Linked DNA regions of Pan troglodytes: region 1 is linked to region 2. Evidence: chromatin contacts called from public Hi-C data. All regions are on one chromosome and are shown on one strand. The core of a region is the stretch at or near the end of the contact, and the rest is flanking DNA. Distances in the headings are between cores, read along the strand shown. Region 1 overlaps SEC14L4 (SEC14 like lipid binding 4). Region 2 has its middle 19 kb from the start of MTFP1.

The links. Hi-C and Micro-C count contacts between places; a contact is called where the count stands out from the background.
Region 1: a Hi-C map of induced pluripotent stem cells shows a contact between it and region 2, with 1.7 times the contacts expected there. The contact joins two enhancer-like sites. A contact is called at or near these places in 3 of 7 Hi-C or Micro-C datasets (induced pluripotent stem cells and stem cell-derived neural progenitor cells).

What each region holds. Positions count from the first base shown.
Region 1 is chr23:32,610,431-32,616,476 of NHGRI_mPanTro3-v2.0_pri, forward strand. SEC14L4 (SEC14 like lipid binding 4) reads right to left here. Exons shown (of 12, transcript XR_010156099.1): 8 at 4,997-5,080; 9 at 4,572-4,678; 10 at 4,357-4,496; 11 at 2,609-2,769; 12 at 1-2,401. Among named protein-coding and RNA genes, the nearest start is that of SEC14L4, 15 kb to the right of the region's middle. Within about 2 kb of position 3,106, at least 1 of the 24 cell types and tissues checked has an H3K27ac peak or open chromatin away from gene starts, as enhancers often do. A contact at or near this core is called in induced pluripotent stem cells, where this site is marked.
Region 2 is chr23:32,570,972-32,577,012 of NHGRI_mPanTro3-v2.0_pri, forward strand. No RefSeq gene overlaps it. Among named protein-coding and RNA genes, the nearest start is that of MTFP1, 19 kb to the left of the region's middle. Within about 2 kb of position 3,925, at least 7 of the 24 cell types and tissues checked have an H3K27ac peak or open chromatin away from gene starts, as enhancers often do. A contact at or near this core is called in induced pluripotent stem cells, where this site is marked.

The sequences.
Region 1 (6,046 bases), core at 1,856-4,355, 39 kb after region 2:
TTCTTTTTCTTTTTTTTTTTTGAGACGGAGTCTTGCTCTGTCGCCCAGGCTGGAGTGCAGTGGCGTGATCTCGCCTCACTGCAAGCTCTGCCTCGGGATTCACGTCATTCTCCTGCCTCAGCCTCTCGAGTAGCTGGGACTACAGGTGCCTGCCATCACGCCCAGCTAATTTTTTGTATTTTTAGTAGAGACGGGGTTTCACCGTGTTAGCCAGGATGGTCTCGATCTCCCGATCTCGTGATCTGCCCACCTCGGCCTCCCCAAGTGCTGGGATTACAGGCGTGAGCCACCGCGCCCGGCCTGTCTCTACTTTTAAAAAATTAAATTAAATTAAATTAATATCAGTGAGTGAATAAATGAAGAAACAAACTTAGGGCAAGCCACTGCCCCTCTCTGGGTGACTTTTTTTTTTCAGTTTTGTAAAAAAGTGACAGTGTTAAAAATCAGACATGGAGGCCAGGCATGGTGGCTCATACCTGTCATCCCAGCACTTTGGGAGGCTGAGCCAGGCAGATCACTTGAGGTCAGGGGTTTGAGACCAGCCTGGCCAACATGGTGAAACCCCATCTCTACTAAAAATACAAAAATCAGCCAGGTGTGGTGGTGCATGTCTGTAGTCCCAGCTACTCGGGAGGCTGAGGTGGGAGAATCACTTGAACCTGGGAGGTGAATGTTGCAGTGAGCTGAGATCGCGCCACTGTACTCCAGTCTAGGCAACAGAGACTCTATCTCAGAAAAGAAAAGAAAAAAAAGAATTGGAAATGGGTTGCTGAGGACATGTGCCCCTGCTCCCTGCTGAGCTCCCAGTGTGCCCCTCCCCTCCTGAACTGGTAGGAGATTCTGCTCTCACCTCTGCAGGCGATCACTGCTCACTGCAATTCAGTTACTAGTGCCTGCACCTGACCCCATTTTTGTTTGCCACCCCCGCAGCCAGCCCGTATTTGTGATCACAGCCCTGTGATCAGAGTCTCAGGAAACACTTGTGCATGGGGCAGAGCAATCCTTGCTACCTGCAAGGAAACCAGACAAGGCTGTGCTGATGGAAAATCGGCTGTAGGTAGTTACACGGGCAAGAATCAGAGTTCAAGTCTAGGAACCCCTGGTTTTTAGGCAGAGGACATCAAGGCAGAGGATGTCAAAGCTGAAGTGAGGCATTACAATCCCCCATCATGACAACCGGTGGGCCTTGTGAAATTTAGCACAGGGTCCTCCCAGCTCCAGTTGGCCACAGCCTGCCATGGAAGCCCAAGTGCCTCTGGGCACTCCAAATATCACTGCATCTGGGGAAGCAGCAGACAGCGTGGCCACGCAGTGCAACAGGGTAGTGGGGATGCCTATCACATCTCCGATGCAGAGGCAGCCCCTGGACATGGGGATGTCCTGTGACTCTTGCCCGACAGCCCAGGCCATCTCCTTGGAGCCAGCACAGCCTTTTTTTTTTTTGCCAACCTGCTCAAACACCCAGTTGGAACAGGAATGCCTCGTGGCACTGGCTTTAGGAGTTTAATCTAGATGGTTTACTGTTTCTAGCAGCAGAGCACCTGTTCAGACTCTACGTATATGTACTCATGAATGGTGCAGCTGCCCAGAGAACCAAAGCTAAATGTTGGCAGGATCACAGCAGGTGTGGAGGGGAGGTCACTGGGAATTCCCTGGAGACTCAGTCGTTACCCACTCAACTGGAAGGCTGAGCATGGCTTTTTCCTCTGATGGTTACCCATGCCAGGCCCCACCTCTCCATGTCCAATGTTCTTTATTTATTTGTTTGTTTGTTTGTTTAGAGACGGAGTCTGGCTCTGTTGCCCAGGCTGGAGTGCAGTGGCACGATCTCAGCTCACTACAACCTCCGCCTCCTGGGTACAAGCGATTCTCCTGCCTCAGCCTCCTGAGTAGCTGGGATTACAGGCGCACACCACCATGCCCGGCTAATTTTTGTATTTTTAGTAGAGACAGGGTTTCACCATGTTGCCCAGGCTGGTCCCGAACTCCTGACCTCAGGTGATCTGCCCAACTCAGCCTCCCAAACTGCTGGGATTATAGGCATGAGCCACCACGCCCAGTCCATTTCCAATTTTCCATCCAGTGGTGGCAGAACAAACTTGGATGGGCCCCAGTGCTCTGCAGGAACCAGGACCCTCACCCAGCTGCCTCCAGCTGGGCCTGCCCACCCCTGCTGACCTCCTACATGCAGAGAATGGGGCTTCTCTGCTCTTCAGGCCTGAAGCTGTGATGTCCACAGGACCTGGGAACCACGCACACCCCCTGAAGCTGGAACACCAGGCATGGGTGAGTCCTGGGTGGCTGGATCTTGTCAAGATGGGTGAAAGGGCAGCTTCTGCAAGCAGGACCCATCCTCAGTGGACTGGATCATCTTCAGCGTTCTCATTCTCAGCCGCATTCTCTGGGAACAGGGAAAGAGGTTCCTGTCTGAATCTTCAGCATGGGCTATGCACTTGTGGCCCCTTCCTGCTTGGCCACTGTGCCAGGTGAGCCTACAATGAGATGAAATGGTGACGTGGGACAAGTGGCTCTCTGCAGCCACCTTCAGCACCACCCTGCCTGGGAAGGCAGGGGTCAGAGGGGTGGGTGTGAAGGGGTTGGAGCGCACAGGTAGAGGTGGCTGGGGTCTTCACTGTGTTGGGGAGGGTCTCATCGCCTTGAGACTCTGCAGCGTCTCCTCAGAGGCCTTGTCGGGAAGCAGCACCTCCACAGTGTAGCTGAGCTTCTTGGCATGCATCCGGCTGTAGGTGTTGTCGAAGCGCAGGACATCTGCAGTGATGGAGAGGTGATCAGGGAGCACAAACCCCGCACATCGGCAGGAAGAGCCAGCCCTGCATGGGTGCATCCCTGGAACCCTTGGGAATGAGCTGCATCCCTGGAACGTCCTGCATCCCTGGAACCCTTGGAAATGAGCTGTCCAGGACAGTGGGTGGGGCCTGAGGGCCAGCCTGTGCCCAGCCCTAAGCCCATTGCTCGCTGCCATCTCCATGGTGGCTTGCGCTACATGAAGGAATCATGATGGTCATCAGCATATAGAACAGCACACAGCCAGGGAGCAGGCGGCCTGGGAACGGGATCTTGAGCTCCACCTGCAGGGAGGAGCTGTGGCCCACGGACACAGTATGCTCGTACTGCGTCCTCGCCTAGTTGCGGTTGCACAGGTAGCTCTTGGGCCTCTCCATGCACCATGGATTCCATCACACATTATAGCCCCTGAATCCTCAAAGCAGCCCCATGTGGAAGGCAATGTCATCCTCATTTTACGGAGGAGAAAACTGAGGCTTGGAGAGGTGATATGATCTTTCAGCGGTCACAGAGCAAGGGAGGGGAGGTACTGGGATTCCTTTATCCAGATGTCCCAACCCAGGGAGGAGCCCTGCTACCCCAGGAGGAATGGGCTGGGCTACAGAAGCCGCTTTCCGTCTCACAGAAGGCATGTCCTTCAATGCCAAGGTCCAACGTGAACTCAGGTGTGATGAGTCGTGCAGACTTGTCTGTCTCTACTCTCCTAATGCTCCCTTTCCACAAAATGAAACAAGGTAATGTGTTGACTTAAGCATAAGCCACACCCTTCTCCTCCATAGGAAATCAACCTTGGGTTCCCCTTCTCCTAGCTCTGTTCCCAATAGATGTGGAAGGGCAGTGGTGTCCCTGAGCAATGCTACTTCTGGTAAAGCTGACTGAGCTGCATCTGGCCTGGAAGGCCTGGGGGTGAATGATAAGCACCTGGAGGAAGTCACCTCTTTGGGACTCCTGGAATGGGGTGGTTCATGCAACTGGGTGGTCCCCTTGCCAAGACCCCTGACTCTAAGTCCATGGCCTCTTACTTACCTGTCTCTTAGTCCAGTGATCCCGGTATAGGGGCTTCTTAGGAGCTGAGCCCAAGGCCCTAGGTTCTGAATACCAGCTCTTCCCCCACAATGAATCTCTGCCCTCATACCTACAGGTAGGGGCCACTCATCTGATCCATGGCCCCAAAGCCGGCTCCCCTGGAGCTTACAGAGATCCCCCCACCCTCCCGAGAGCTGGAAAGAGAGGGCAAGCAGAGGGGAGACTGGCAGGGAAAACAATTCCAGTAAACCCTGCAGCTCTTACAGACGCCAGCCTGGAGGCAGGTGAGGCTCCCATCCTCAGGCACCATGTGGGCATTGTAGCGCTGGCTGGGCAGCACCTCTGTCATCTCCCTAGCACTCTGCCGCTCCCCCATCTTGGTCTTCAGGAAAACCCCAAAGCCGATGTCCCCACCATCTGAGGCAAACTGCCACCTGCAGTGGATAGAGCCCCATTGGCGACCCCCTGCCTGGGCTCCAGGCCCCTCCCAGATGTGCCCAGGTGTAGAGTGGCTGCCATCCCTACCTGAGCACACAGCCCGGGAACAGGATCTCGTTCTCCACCTGCAGGGAGGAGCCGCGGCCCACGGACTTCGTGTGCTCATACTGTAGCCTCACCTGCTCGCACAGGTAGTAGCTCTTGGGCACCTCACCCCCGTAGTTGATCTGTGGGTGAAGGGGGTGTGTGAGCACTAGATCACAGCTTCTCCCCTCCTTCCCCATCCTCTGGGCACCCTGTACCTTGGTCAGGCACTTGGGGTTGCCATCGGGGTCAGTCATGGTCCCCCCAAACTCCACGGGCAGCTGGTCGGGGCTGATGAATTTTGTCAGCTCCTGCTTCCAGTTGTCTGCGTGGGAACAAGAGAGGGACTCCAAAGGGACTCAGGAGACTCAACAGAGGGCAGAGGGGGCTGAGCCTGGTGAGGGAACCTGATATGTCCTGGGCGTGCTCCCCTGGGCGCCTACTCCTAAGAGTACCCAAGACCTTTATGTGGCTCCCAGCCCATGGTCTAGGACCCAAGGCATTGCCCGTGTGTGTGGAGGCTCACCAGGGTCAGGCCAGGGGTAGTGCCCGAGTAGAGGACGAGCCAGGGAGAAGCAGGGTCTTTAGCATTGACCTCTGCTTCCCAGGCAGATGGACACAACCAGGGGGCCAAGTCGCTCACCTCCCAGAATCACAATCTTCCTGCGTGTCTCCTCACTCATGAACGACTTGACCAAGTTGAAGGCCACGGGGAACAGTTTTGGGGCTGAAACACATGTAAATCTCTTGAGAAGCTGGACCAGAAAGGACGTGGGGATACAGAGCCACAGCCAAGAGCAGGTGCTGGACAGGAGGTGGACAGATATGGATTCTGTCACTCTCTACTGTGTGACCTTCAGCAAGTTACCCACCCTCTCTAAGTCTTAGTGCAGTTAACTGGAAAATGAAGGTGAAATAATGTATGTATAACACCTGGCACAGTTCCTGGCTTTCAATAAATGGTTGTCTCAGGCCAGGCGCAGTGGCTCATGCCTGAAATCCCAGCACTTTGGGAGGCTGAGGCAGGCAGATCACTTGAAGCCAGCAGTTCAAGACCAGCCTGGCCAACATGGTGAAACCCCGTCTTTACTAAAAATACAAAAATTAGCTGAGCGTAGTGGTGCATGCTTGTAATCCTGGCTACTCGGGTGGCAGCGGCACAAGAATTGCTTGAACCTGGGAGGCAGAGGTTGCAGTGAGCCAAGATCACGCCACTGCACTCCAGCCTGGGTGAGAGAGTGAGATTCCATCTCAAAAAAAAAAAAAAAAAGAAAAGAAAAAGAAAAATGGCTGTCTCCCCAACCCAGTTGTAAGGGGTTGGGCACAAGCTGGCTCTAGGGTCAGCAATATTGATTCCCCAACAGTATCTCTTCTTTTCCACACTCCAGGTTGTCTGGAATCTTCTTGGGTGTGACATCTACATGAGACTTCCTGTCCTGCCCTGAATTGCTCACACTCAACTGAGCACTGTCTGTGGGCCAAGCTCTGTGCTCCATCTTCTCCACACACTGTTTCATTTAACCTTATAGTTATCTTTGGGGAGGGGGCTATTGTATCCCCATCTTACAGAATGGGAAAACTGAGGCTCAGTGAGGTTAAGTAGACTTGGATAAAATCATAGAGCTAGTTAGATTTGAACCAGATCCTCTGACTCTGGAACACATGACATCACCAGGGCAGCCAGGGACCATTC
Region 2 (6,041 bases), core at 2,675-5,174:
CCAGCTACTTGGGAGGCTGAGGCAGGAGAATCGCTTGAACCCAGGAGGCGGAGGTTGCAGTGAGCCAAGATTGTGCCACTGCACTCCAGCCTGGGTGACAGAGTGAGACTCCGTCTCAAAAAAAAAAAAAAAAGGAAGTAAAAGAATTAAAGAATACTCCATAGAGCAGCAGCATGGGCTGCTTGACTGAGTATACTTATAGTTATTTCTTGATCATGTAACCGCCCAGCGGGTTCTCCTTGCCCACTGCCTAGACAGAGCCGATTGATCAAGACGGGAATTGCAATAGAGAAACAGTAATTCACACAGAGCCTGCTGTGCGGGAGACTGGAGTTTTATCATTACTCAAATCAGTCTCCCCGAGCATTCGGGGATCAGAATTTTTAAGGATAATTTGGTGAGTGGGGGGCCGCCAGTGAGTCAGGAGTGCTGAGGGGTTGGGTCGGAGATGAAATCATAGGGAGTGGAAGCTGTCCTCTTGTGCTGAGTCAGTTCCCAGGTGGGAGCCACAAGATCAGATGAGCCAGTTTATTGATCTGTGTGGTGCCAGCTGATCCATCAAGTGTAGGGTCTGCAAAATATCTCAAGCACTGATCTTAGGCTTTACAATAGCGATGTTACCCCCAGGAGCAATTTGGGGAGGGTCAGAATCTTGTAGCCTCCAGCTGCACGACTCCTAAACCACAATTTATAATCTTTTGGCTAATTTGTTAGTCCTACAAAGGCAGTCTAGTCTCCAGGCAAGAGGGAGGTTTGTTCTGGGAAAGGGCTGTTATCATCTTTGTTTTAAACTATAAACTATAAACTAAGTTCCTTCCAAAGTTAGTTCAGCCTGTGCCGAGGAATGAACAAGGACAACTTGGAGGTTAGAAGCAAGATGAGAACGGGCATGGTGGAGCGCCTGTAATCCCAGCTACTCAGGAGGCTGAGGGAAGAGAATCGCTTGAACCTGGGAGGCAGAGGTTGCAGTGAGCTGAGATCACGCCACTGCACCCCAGCCTGGGCTACAGAGAGGGCCTCCATCTCCAACAAACAAACAAACAAACAAAAAACATATATTAAACAATTACTCATCAGTTTTCTTGGAAAGAAGTGGGCAGTTCCCGTAACTGACGGTTCCTCCTCTTTTTAGACCATATAGGGTAATGTCCTGATGTTGCCATGGCATTTGTAAACTGTTGTGGTGCTGGTGGGAGTGTCTTTTAGCATGCTAATGTACTATAATTAGCATATGATGAGCAACGAGGATGATCAGAGGTCACTTTCTTTGCCATCTTGGTTTTAGTGGTTTTCGGCTGGCTTCTTTACCACATCCGGTTTTGGGTTATGTTGGGTTTTTTGTTTTTTTTGTTGTTTTTTTTTTTGAGTCGGAGTCTTGCTCTGTCACCCAGGCTGGAGTGCAATGGTGTGATCTTGGCTCACTACAACCTCTGCCTCCCAGGTTCAAACAATTCTCCTGCCTCAGCCTCCTGAGTAGCTGGGATTACAGGCACATGCCACCATGTCCTGCTAATTTTGTATTTTTAGTAGAAACGGGGTTTCACTATGTTGGTCAGACTGGTCTCAAACTCCTGACCTCAAGTGATCCACCTGCCTCGGCCTCCCAAAGTGCTGGGATTACAGGTGTGAGCCACCGCACCCAGCCACCACATCCTGTTTTATCAGCAAACTTTTTGTGACCTGTATCTTGTGCCAACCTTCTATCTCATCCTGTGACTAAGAATGCCTAACCTCCTGGGAATGCAGCCCAGTAGGTCTCAGCTTTATTTTACCCAGTCCCTACTCAAGATGGAGTCACTGTGGTTTGAAAGTCTCTGATGTTAGGATTGGGGAAGACGCTTGACTGCCAGAATCAGAGGTTGGACACTAAACATAGGGACAGGCTGACTTGGGAGGCTGGAGGTGGGCACACGGCTGCTGTGGGATAGAGGGATAGAGAAGACATAAACCCAGAGTCAGTGTCCTGTTGGTTCTAACCCATTTCAGCACCTGTCACTTGGAGTGGACCCCTCGTACTTTTCTTAGCTCCTACTCTCGTATCTATCTCCCTCTTCCCTTCTCCCAGGGGACGAGTGCCAAATGGTCTCTCCCTGCCATTTTGATATCTTCTCTCCAGTCCTGCTCACTCTCTCTCTATATATATTTTTTTTTCATGAGAAGGAGTCTCGCTCTGTCACCCAGGCTGGAGTGCAGTGGTACGATCTCGGCTCACTGCAACTTCTGCCTCCTGGGTGCAAGCGATTCTTCTGCCTCAGCCTCCCGAGTAGCTGGGATTACAGGCGCCTGCCACTACGCCTGGCTAATTTTTGTATTTTTAGTAGAATTGGGGTTTCACCATGTTGGCCAGGCTGGTCTTGAACTCCTGACCTCGTGATCCGCCTGCCCCACCCTCCCAAAGTGCTGGGATTACAGGCGTGACTCGCCGCGCCCAGCCTTGCTCACTCTATTTTTAAAGTGCCAAACAAATCCCCTCCCTCTTTCTCAAAGCACAGTGACGTGCCACTGAGCCCTGCCCAGCACCTCAGTGGAGGGGGCCTGCTTGCTCTTTCTTTTGGTCCCGGATCCTGGGGTGGGAGAGAAATGTTTGCTGGGCCAGGGTTGGGAGAGGGTTGGAGAGCTGCAGCCACCTACCACTGCTGTACCCCAGGAATACGGGACATGGACATGGCACCCCCCTGCCCAGATGATAAACATGAGCTCCCAAAACGTTCTTTTAAATAAATTAGAGGAGCGCAAGGGGGAAAGGGAATTCCTATTCCCAAAGGTTATTTTTGGGGAGGGAAGGCTGTGCATAGGGCCATATTCTTTAGAATCTGTTTTATTAACTGACCTGTTTTGGGACATGTTACCCAAATAAAAGGTGTTTCTAAACAAAACAAGACAAAAATAACAACAAAAGGCCAATCTTAGGTTCTAAAATAGTGATGTTACCTGCAGGAGTACTTGGGGAAGCTGCATATCTTCTGACCTCCAGAATAATGACTGGCTATCATTTATGTCTACACCTTAGGAGAATTCAGCCTTCTCTGTTCTCCTACCCTGGTGGTCTCTTATTAGCTTCGCAAAGGTGGTTGAGTTTTGGGGAAGGGCTATTATCATTTAAACTATAAACTGTCTCCCAAAGTTAGCTTGGCCTAAGCCCAGGAATAATTAGGGGCAGCTTGAAGGCCTGGGGCAAGATCAGGACTTGGCTAGATCATATCTCTTTCACTGCCATAATTTTCTCACTGTTATAATTTTTGCAAAAGTAGTTTCACTCTGGGCTCCCTCTAGGCCAACACTCCCATTGCTGTAGTAGCTGCCTCCTCTGTGAGCATCTATCCTGGAGGCTGCACATCATCTGTGTGGCTTTCAGACGCCATTGGCCTCATAGTGAAGTGGGGTTAGCAACAGAGACTCCTCCCACCAGCTTGGGAGGGCTGAAGTGAGACATCCCAGGTTCCTGGCACAGAATGGGCAGTCGCCCCCTCCCAGGCAGCCCAGCCCCTGCCTCTGCCCCAAACTCCCAGGGGTAGTTGCTGAGTTTAGCAAATAACAGGGTGCTCAAATGTGAATTTCAGATAAACAGCAAAGGATGTTTCAGAAGTGTACCCCTAACATTGCATGGCACATACTTATACTAACCTGGGCATCCTGTATTTTACCTGGCAACCTTACTTGAAGGGGTATCCACAGAGCTGGAATACCTCCTTCAAACACTCTAACCATGTACAACTGGGAAGCTCTCTCTCCAGGGAAAGCTTACCTCTTTCCTGGGCAGGGGACCAGAAGCAATTCTTCGTGGCTGTGAGTTCCGTGCTAAGTCATTCATATGGGTGGGGAAACAGGTACAGAGAGGTCAACTAGACAGGAGGTGGCAGATGGTGGTTGTGATGGGAAATCGCCATTCCCTGTGTAAGAGGATGGAGCGGACCTCAGCTGGGATGGGGCGGGGTCTTTTCCCACCCCCAGGTTTTGTGGCCTTTGTCCTAGAGCATGCTGGGAGTCGGGTCCCAAGTGGCCATCTTCACGCAATACTAGCAATAACCACAAGGGGGGAGCACCTCCCAACGTGCCCATGTTGGCCGATTCAAACTGATTATTGATAAACTCTTAGTGAATTGCTCATAGTGGGCACCGGGTCCTGTTCTAAGCAATTCATGCGATGTGACTCATTTAATCTTAACAACCTTCAACAGAAATGGGGTACAAAAAATAATAATAATCTTCATAACCTCATCTTGAGATGGATGTTGTTATTAGGTCTCTGTTTCCTAGAGTTAAAATCACTGACCCAAGCTCACGCAGTCCCCTAACTCCCGATACCTCCCCCAGCCTAGGTACTGCTTTTGCCCACTGCCCTTCCAGCCTATGACCCTCTACACAGTCAGGGGATGATTCATAGGCTGTGTGACCTTGGGCAAGTTACCTAATGTTCTGAGCATTGGTTTTCTCTCTGCACAGTTCTCTGTAATGACCTGAAGCTGTTGTGAGGATTACAGACAAAATGATTCACAAAGCATCCAGGCAGAGTGGGGCTCACAGCAAGAGCTCCACAAATACTGGCCATTATTTTTGTGGCAAGAGACATCCACTTCAAGGGCAAATGATTGAATCGTTCCATCTGTGTCTAACCCAGATATAAAAAATGCCAATTACATGGTTCAAGGATTCCACTTTTAAGAATTTATTCAGAGGAACTAATTGGACAATTGTCCAGAGATGTGCATCTGAGGATTGTTGGGGTCTTATTTGTGTGAACTAAAAGCTTGGGAATTCCTTAATTGCCCAATGCATAAAGAAACATTCTGATCTGATCACACTCGTGGCTGAATCTCTCCAGGTCCCTCCTCTGTCCCAATACTTTTCATGGCTTATGACGGTCCCCAGGATCCAGTCTGAACACATCAGTTTGGCATTCAAAATCCCCTGGCCTCATCTCTCACCACACACATCCCTGCACCCATGCTATTGCCTCCCCTGAATCCTCGTCATTCTCTGGATGTGCCCTGCCCATCCTGCCTCCCTGCCTTTGCTCAGGCCATGTCATCTGCCAGCAATGCCCGCCCCCCATCCCATTTCCCTTTTTTCCCAGCCTTCAAGGTCCAGCTCTAACGGTACCCGCTCCATGAACCCTGCTTGGCTCCCTCCCCAAGACGGAATCATCTTGTCCTACAGTCCCCTCCATCACGCGCTCAGCCCTCCCCTTGGACACCCACAGAGCACGTGGATGGAGCTCTTTCTGTGTGCCATGCACTGAGCTAAGCATCGCATTATGTAACCTCCATCGCATTATGTAGCCTCATGAGACAGGTGCCATCATTATCACCTTCCTGCAGATGAGAAAATGAAGTCCACTGTGCAGTGACCCTTCATCAGCATTAACTCTGTGAACCCAAAAGTATCTGAGACAGGTCTCAATCAATTTAGAGGGTTTATTTTGCCAAGGTTAAGGATGTCGCCGTGACACAGCCTCAGGAGGTCCTGACAAAATGTGCCCAAGATGGTTGGGGTACAGGTTGCTTTTATACCCTTTGGGAGGACATAAGACATCAATCAATACATGTAAGATTTACATTGGTTTGATGTGGAAGGATGGGGCAACTCCAAGCAGGGGCTTCCAGGTAATAGGTAGATTTAAAAATTTTCTGATTGGCATTTGGTTGAAAGAATTATCAATAGAAAGAAATTATCAATAGAAAGTCTGGGTTAGCAGGAGGTGGAGGTTGCAGTGAGCTGAGATTGCGCCATTGCACTCCAGGCTGGGTGACAACAGTGAGACTTTGTTTTTTTGAGACAAAGTCTCCCTCTGTCACCCAGGCTGGAGTGCAGTGGTGCGATCTTGGCTCACTTCAACCTCTGCCTCCCGGGTTCAAGCTATTCTCCTGCCTCAGCCTCCTGAGTAGCTGGGATTACAGGTGCCCGCCATCAGGCCTGGCTAATTTTTGTATTTTTAGTAGAAATGGGGTTTTGCCATGTTGGCCAGGCTGGTCTTGAACTCCTGACTTCAGGTAATCCACCCGCCTCGGCCTCCCAAAATGCTGGGATTACAGGCGTGAGCC